Regions from separate parts of the Mus musculus genome. Here region 1 is linked to region 2. Evidence: chromatin contacts called from public Micro-C data. All regions are on one chromosome and are shown on one strand. Each heading gives the region's core, a stretch centred on a gene start, on an enhancer-like site or on the middle of the called end of the contact. The rest is flanking DNA. Distances are from core to core; before and after follow the strand shown.

Evidence for each region. A called contact is a pair of places that touch in the nucleus more often than the background predicts.
Region 1: a contact with region 2 is called in a Micro-C map of the G1E-ER4 cell line, with 4 times the contacts expected there. The contact joins the promoter of Mob4 here to the enhancer-like site in region 2. A contact is called at or near these places in 1 of 39 promoter capture datasets (erythroid cells), 21 of 484 Hi-C or Micro-C datasets (the 63-12 cell line, the G1E-ER4 cell line, the HPC-5 cell line and 13 more), 1 of 115 datasets of contacts at active chromatin or transcription factors (embryonic stem cells) and 4 of 9 other capture datasets (adipose tissue, embryonic stem cells, liver and 1 more).

The regions. Positions count from the first base shown.
Region 1 is chr1:55,128,770-55,132,723 of GRCm38.p6, forward strand. Mob4 (MOB family member 4, phocein) reads left to right here and starts at 2,476. Exons shown (of 8, transcript NM_025283.3): 1 at 2,476-2,590. The coding sequence starts at 2,531.
Region 2 is chr1:54,984,252-54,988,506 of GRCm38.p6, forward strand. It overlaps Sf3b1 (splicing factor 3b, subunit 1), which reads right to left. Exons shown (of 25, transcript NM_031179.2): 24 at 3,688-3,904; 25 at 918-3,241. The coding sequence ends at 3,083. Among named protein-coding and RNA genes, the nearest start is that of Sf3b1, 41 kb to the right of the region's middle. Within about 2 kb of position 2,125, at least 1 of the 459 cell types and tissues checked has an H3K27ac peak or open chromatin away from gene starts, as enhancers often do. A contact at or near this core is called in the G1E-ER4 cell line, where this site is marked.

The DNA of each region.
Region 1 (3,954 bases), core at 1,226-3,725, 140 kb after region 2:
TTCTGTAAAATAAAAATGAGAAATGCAAAAAAAAAAAAAAATTTCTTTCCAGGAAAAACTGATAATCTTTTTTTAAGTAAACTGATTGTTAGACAATGTACACAGATAATATAATGCATTTTAAATACTCTCTCACTATGTCAGGTGGTATCATATAAGGGCTTTTGAATATATTTCTTAATAATTCATTTTTTTGTATTTTATGCTCTTTTACTACGCTTAATTCCCAAAGAATATTTTGTATGTTTTGAAACAATTTAGTATTCAACATTAGACATAGGATCCTCAGTTATGGATAGTATTAAATATTCATTAATATTTTTAGGGTATGAAAGGATATGAATATAAAAGTTGAACAATTTTGTGTATTATTTGATTCTCAAAATACTTCATATTCTTAATATGTTTGATGCATAAAATGCATTTAAATAATAAAAAAATTAAGAAAAAAAAAAGAATTTGTGAATCCTGTCCTTCTAGAGGTTTGGTTCGAGCAACCAAATGAAGCAGCTCACAACTGCTTGTAACTCTAGCTCCAGGGGATCTTGACACTCTACACTGGCTTCCAAGGACAGCTGTATGCATACACATGTCATATGCATTCAGACACATTGCTCCTCTGTTGCTACGACAAAGCAATGACCAACACCAACTTAGGAGAGGAAAAGGTTTATTTCCTATTACACTTCTAGGTAACAATTCGTCACTGAGGAAGGGCTGGGCAGGAACTTAAGGTGGGAACCTGGAGGGAAGAACTGAAGCAGAGGCCATGAATGAACAGTGCTTACTGGCCACTGGTCTGTTTCCCAGGGTTTGTCAGTTTGCCCAGGGGTGGTATTACCCACAGTGGGCTGAGCCCCCCACATCAGTAATTAATAATGATAGGGCTCCCTAGGCATATCCATAGGCCAATCTGAATAAGGGAATTCCTCCGTTCATTCTTACTATTGTTGTTGTTTAAGGATAAGGTCTCACTACATACTCCTGGCTGGCCTTGAACTCTCTTTGTAGACCAGGCATACTCTGAACTCACAGAGATCAGCCTGTATCTGCCTCCTGAGTGCTGGGATTAAAGGCGCCACTCTGCCCCGCCGCAGCTCTTATGTTGGAACACTTGGTGTTCAGCTTGAGATTCGATTTGGAGGTTGTGTAATTCTAACCATGGCCCAGCTCTGAGAAGTGGCTCACTTTGGGCGGGTCTTGATGCAGATACCAGCTTCTGCCTCCAGCTTAAGACCTCTGTTTCTGAACCCCATGCTCTTGAAGTTATAAAGAGCACTTACCCAGTGTCCACAACTTCCTCACCAGGTGTCCCATGGTACTATAAACCAAAACAAACTTTTCTTGTTTGGAAAAAAAAAAGATTCTGGTAAAAATGCTGTGTTTTTTTTCTTATTTTGGGAAAGATTGAGAGAAGATTTAAGTCTTGCTCTGTAGCCCTGCCTGGCCTGGAACTCTCTATGTAGCCCATGCTGGCTTTGAATTCTAAACAATTCTTTTAACTGTTTTGCTTATTTACTTGCTTATTTATTTAATGTGTGTAAGCTTTTTACCTGCATGCGCCCAAGGGATTCAGAAAAAGGTGTGGGATCACCTGGGTTGGATTACACATGAACCCCTAAGCCTGGCCGGGCATGCCGTGTACTCCGTTGGTCCCAGCACTCAAAACAAATCTCTTAAATTCAAGGAACATCAGGGAGACGCTGTCTCCAAAAAAAGAAAACACAAAACCAAAACAACAACAAAAGAAAACACACAAAAAACATCACACTTAAAAACACGAGAAACTTGGAATTTTGTTAAGATACAGAATTCATAAAAGCCATCAAGGGCTATTCATTTCCTCCTGCTTCCGACTTGCAAAAATGTGAGTTTATTTTAACTCTAACACACAATAACAGATGTGCGCTTTCTATCTCATGATGGGCATTTTTTTTTTTAATTTAGCATTGAGTCTTTTATCTACGGAAACCAACTTGTCATTGAAAGAGTCCTTGGCTTTTCAGTAAGAGGACCCTAGAAGCAAGATTTATCAGTACCTCCTGTCTTCCCTTTAACCGACCCAGCCAATCTGATTCTAGATTGGGTTAATCCATGAAGATTCTATAAAAATTTACCAGATTATCTGGGGTGGAGAATTATGTTCTCATTTCGCTTTTCTGAGATGGTCACTATTGTGCAAACTGCCCTTCCAGTCTATAGACAGCTGAAGGACAAACACCCACAAGTGACGCAGGCTTGGGTCACCTGCACCACAGACCTTGGAAGCGGCTCTCTACCCCAGCTTCCGGTCGCATCTTCCTTTTCGGCCTCGGCGGAGCTCCGCCGGCTGTTCATTCTGTGCTCCTCCCTCCGCCGGAGCCGCGGGCTCGGCACTCTTCCCATGGTGCTCCGCGCGGGCGGCGGCTGTTCCGCAGGCTGCCGCCCCTCCCCGCCGCCGCAGCGCTGAGCCCCGCCGTGCCCCGCCCCCCGCGCAAGCTGCCGGCCCCCACATCCGGGTACCGACGCCAGCCGCCCAGACTCTGGCACTATGGTCATGGCGGAGGGGACGGCAGTGCTGAGGCGGAACAGGCCAGGCACCAAGGCGCAGGTATCGTCCCTACGGCTTTCCTGTCACAGAGTTGGCGGGGCCGAGCCGGGGCTCTCCTGCTGGCGGGACTCCGTCTAGGAGAGGCCAGGGCGAGCGGGTGGGGGCCGTGGCCGCGGTGGCTGGCCTGCGCTTCCGGAGCCGCGGCCCCGGAGGCAGCCGAGCCGGCGCCGGCCGCCCTGGAGGCCTGCTAGACGCAGGACCCCGCTGTGTTCGCCGAGGCCCGGGGCTGACGCTTGTCACCAGCGGCTGCTGCTGCGCTGCCTGCTGTGAGTGGCAGCTGACGGCGCCCGGGTGTGGGGTGGGCCAGCTGGGGACCAGGGGGCTGTCCCCGCGTCGGGACCGCCGGCGTCGAGGGCTGTAAACACTGCCCACCTCACCGGGAGCAAGCTTGGCCGGTGACGTACCTGCCGGTCGGCTCCATCCAGTTGGTCTAGCCGGATGCAGGTGGCACTAGTTTGCGTTATCCTCCTGTTGTTTGTCTTTGCCACCACTCCCTTCGGCTTCCCTGCAGCTGTTCTCTGGTCCAGCAAGTTTTCGGCACCAGGTTGTGACTTGTTACATGTCATTCCTTGCGTATATTCATGCTAATGCGCGTGGACAATAGTCGGAATGAACTGATTATATACATCAAAATAATAGTAGGGCACTATGGGGAGTAAATTGGTGCTTCTTAGGACTTGCAAACCAGGGATGCTTCACAGTAAAAAAGAACAGAAAAGAACGGAAAAGACCCCCCCCCCAAAAAAAAAAACCACCCACGTTGACATTCAAACTTGATAGGATTAATCAGCCTTTGGAAATGGGTTGAGTCGTTGAGTAGAAGTTCTAAAATCAAAAGAGATATGTTTAAAATGTAATTTTAGCAGGCTGTGTTCTTGTTGCTGCCCAGCCTGCTGCCTCTTACCGTGTACTGAGTAAACTTTTTCTGTTAAAATGTAATTTTTAGGGTCAAGTGGAAATCAAAATACTTAATGCTACTGAGTTTTAGAGAGTTACTGTTTTTCTTTTCTTTCTTTTGTCTTTCTTCTTTCTCTCTTCTCTCTCTTCTCTCTCTCTCTCTCTCTCTCTCTCTCAAGGGTTTCCCTGTGTAGCCTTGACTTTCCTGGAAGTAGCTCTGTAGACTAGGTTGGCCTCGAACTCCGAGATCCACCTGCCTCCCCCATACACACACATCCAATTTAGAGACTTGCTATTTATTATGGATTTTGAAGGTTCTCAAAGTCAGGCTACCCTCGAATTATACTATATAGTTGAAGGTGACCTTGGACTCTGTTTGCCGAAACTCTGGGGGCTAGACTTACAATACATACCACCATTCAGGGCTTATACAGTGTTGGGGAATGACACCTATCAATTGAGCTACA
Region 2 (4,255 bases), core at 875-3,374:
GCAGTCCTAAAAGATCTCAAGGGTTCTTAATTTTGCTGTGAGGTCTGCCCAAACTTACCTCTGATCATCTCAGAGGCCTTAAGAGACCCCTGAGGAGGTCCAAATGGAGCAGGCCTCCTCGGGTGCCAGACCCAAGTGTGCCATCTCATCTCTGAATGCACCTTTGCAGCTTCCCTTCCACAGAACTTACGTGGCCATTTACCAGCAGGTGTCGTATTTTTAAGTATCGCTTCTAATTGCTTTGCAGGCATTATTGCTTAAAACAAAATGCTTTCTACATACACCATACTTCAGCAGTCCTACTTGAAAGCCTAAGGCTGCCTGTGATCCCAGACTTTGGAAGGTAAAGGTAGGACCGCCCAGATTTTTAGGTTAGCCTGAGCTACAAGTTTCCAGTCAAAATCTCAACTCTGAAGCTGTCTCTCAACCCAAAAATTTCACATGTAAAAGATGGTGCGTAGAGGCAAGGAGATGGGGTGTTCCTGGCACCTAAGCCAAAATTGGGGATGCATTTATAGGACATCCCCAGCATAGGATTTTCTTGCCTAAACAAACTGTTAGTGCAGAAACAAGAGTGATTCTGGGATTGCTATAATGTATCTTCATTTAAATGTTCAAAACGTAAACACCACTGGAAGCCTGAGCCAGCCTACTTATCTGATAAACCTGCAATTATCTTCTTCCAACTTATTTCAGGTTTGGTAGGGTCTTATACATGCTCCAAACAGGAAAACTTGTAACCCTCCTGCTTCTGCCCAGTGCTGGGATTACAGGCCTGTGCTCATGCCCGCCTCAGTTCACTTGCTTGACCAACAACCCAAAGAGCTCTAAGTAGTTAAAATGGTAAACCACAACAAAGCAAACACAGCATGATACCATAGAGAGTCAACTAAGATTAAGAACTGGTATACTATGACTTTAGATGTGATAAGTTTTATTTATCTGGTGGTACTTGATGCTCACAGGGCACCATACAACAAATATTAAAAATACAATATAAAAAAAAATAAAATCAAACAGCCAAAGAAATATCAATTCCATCAGAGGGCAATGCCCAGAGAAAAAAAAAACCAAAGCCCAGAGAAAAACCCACCCCTCTGTCCCCTTAAGAACATGAATTCCTCCTGCCTAAGTTTCACCTTAAGAAACATCAAAGTGCTAAAGAAAAGGTCTTAGTTGAGAAGTGTTAAAACGTGACATAGCATCTTTCACAAGGGTTTATCCCAAAATGCTTTCCTTATTCAATAAGAGCATTTCACAATCCAAACATCTTTGAGTATCTATTTTGGTCCTAATCTTGAGATTGCAGCCTTCAGCATTTTTTCCCCTTATCCATTCTCAGATTACCTCCATCAGGAAAATGTCACTTAAGGGGTAAGCAGTCTCCTGTGAGCTGTAGTTCTACTGCAAAATTTAATTTTTAAATAAAAAGCAAGAAGTTAAACAAACTTAAGTATTTTAATTAATAATACAATAAAATGTTCCCAAGTGGTTTAAAGTCAAATTTTAACTTTGAGAAATATACTCAATTCAAGATTGTAATTACCAAGGGTTATTTGAAATCAACTATACAAAACATTTAAAAGTGCTTAGGTATGGCTAGGAATTTTCTAAGAACAGGGAAATGGTTTACTACACAATGATAGTCAGACCACATACAAAGAACAAGAATCCGTGCGTCCTGCATGGGGACGGTTAATGCTCAGTATCCATTCTGAGAAAGCAGAGCAGAAGCTGTCTCTAATCTAATCTGATCTTCCACCAGAGTCTTCCTTGTTAACAGTCAGAAGCACAAGCTGCCTAGCACTCCTGACAGTCTGAGGGTGGTAGAGTCACATGCCAGTCACACTGATGGCAGAATTTATTTCCTTTTAGAGTCCACACAAGTACAGAGGGAGACAAAACAGTGATGGCTAGAAAAGTTTTAAAAACAAGAAATTTGGGGCATAAAATTAAAAAACAATAAACAACAACAAAAAAAAGCTGATTCATTAGTTGACCCAAAACATTAAAATAGCCCCTTAATGCTTGTTCTTCATAAACTGAACGGCATTTTGGCTTATGCTCACACTTAAGCCAATACAGTATCTGACTGCTACATACAAGCTAAGCAAATCTAGGCATCTCTGCATCTTCCATTGCACAGCACCCTGGTACCTAAGGATCTGCGCCCACCCTTCCGTTACATGAAAGGCCGGATCATGTGCACCTTCGAAGCCCCTTCTTCAACAGACAGTGGCTAGCATTCAACAGGTGTTCAATAGCTGCTTATAAATAAACTGATTAGAGGCATCACACAAAAGCCCAAAGACTGTCCTACTATATAATTATTTCTTAGATAGCCTCACTCCCAACAGGAAATACACTATTCTAAGTTACAGACAGCTTCTCCACTTTATAAGCACAGGCCAAAGTTGGACAAGAAGTAAAATATATCCTTCATGTCTGCTCATAAAGCATTTTGAGAAATCAAGGTGAAAGGTGCTATGTAAGTACAAAATAATACTTAAGACAGCTCAGTCAGAGTGCTACTTTTCTATGGTGCTGGAACTGTTATGCTACACTGAGGGGAGGGGCACCCCAAGCTACTCTTCATTACCAACAAAACAATGGGCTTTTGACAAACAGGCCATCACTATATAGTTTGCGTGCTGCTGTGTTCCATAATAAACTAGGTGACAAAAGATGAAATTAATCCACTTATTCTACACAAACCAGTACTTTACCAAAGTTTTGCATTTTACAAGTCATATTCAAAAAACACACACAAATTAGCATTTTGTACACGAATGTTTATTTCTCAATTAAACATTCCCTTTAAACACAAGGAATGAATTCTAAATCTTCATAAAGATGAATAAAAAATGATATCCCTCCAGTATAGTGTGTATAAGCACTGTCCTTGGTCACTACTGCCATTTACTGTTTAACATCAAAAAAACAAAAGTTATTTAAAAATCATGCTACTGGATTTCTATCCCTCCACTATGACCAGCTCTACACTGATCGGCAATGTTTTACAAGTTTATATCATCAGATTGAAGCAGGTTTAAGGTGTGAAACAGCTGTATTAGACACAAAGTTACAAGATATAGTCAAGTTCGTAACGAATATAGGTGTTCTTATCGTCATTGTAGATTCGTGGGTAATGTGCTATGAGAGCATCCTGGGAGCCAATGTAGATGGAGTTGTAAATTTTCCAATATACGTCTCTGACTTTCCGAGCTGGGTGGAACAGACCCTAGAATAAATAAAAGGTAGAGTTACTTCTATCTTCAAGGGGAAAATAAATAAATAAACAAACTTTAATACACTATTAGCTATAAATATGATGCATGGTGGCACACACATTTAAATCCTAGCACTTAGAAACAGAAGCAAGTGGATCTATCTACTTCAATGCTGGCCTGGTCTACATAGTAAGTTCCAGGCCAGCCAAGGCTCAAAAAATAAAATAAAACAAAAGTACTTACTTTGAAGAGGGAAGGAAAAAAAGTCTGGAAACTGAGTAACAAAATTGTGGTGGGTAAATACAAAATCTAACCTAATTTAATCTAATCTGTATCTCAATACAGAACTGTCTTCCACATGGTAATTAGGGAATGACTGACTTCAACATATTTAAGTAATTTTTTGAGCAATCCCCGCATTTAATAAAAAAAAAGTAAAAACCCACATTTAACCTACCTGTAAGCAATACTGCAACATTCTGCATGGTCCAATAGCAACCCTCAGGCCCTCCAGAGCTCCCATAACTGCCTGGATTACATGGGGAGATGTCTCAAACACATTAGGCCACACATAGTTCAGTAAGTGATTCAGAGAATCCTCACAGCCAAATCCGTAAACACCAAGTGACATGTGCTGCACCACTGCACTCGCTGTCTGTCTGTGAACAAGGTCCCTGTAATAATGGAAGGGAAAAGTCTCTTTAAATCAGTCCCATTTTTATATTCACTTGTACATGCGGAACTAATTACTCTCAGGAGTCAATCTCATTTTAAATTCTGTAACCTTAAATATTTGATAGTTAAGTCACAAGTCAAAATGAAATTTGTTCTCAAACTGGTATGATTTCATTCAAAAATTCAATTTAAGAGAAAAATCTACTAGGTTTTTAAACCTGCACAAATAAGAATTTTTATCTCTAGCAGCATCTGAATTTGTATCCAGGACATATCAATCTATTATTCATATACTGAGTGCAACCAAAATAGTGTTCATACTTTCTGCCAAAATATTAACAACCCCTCAA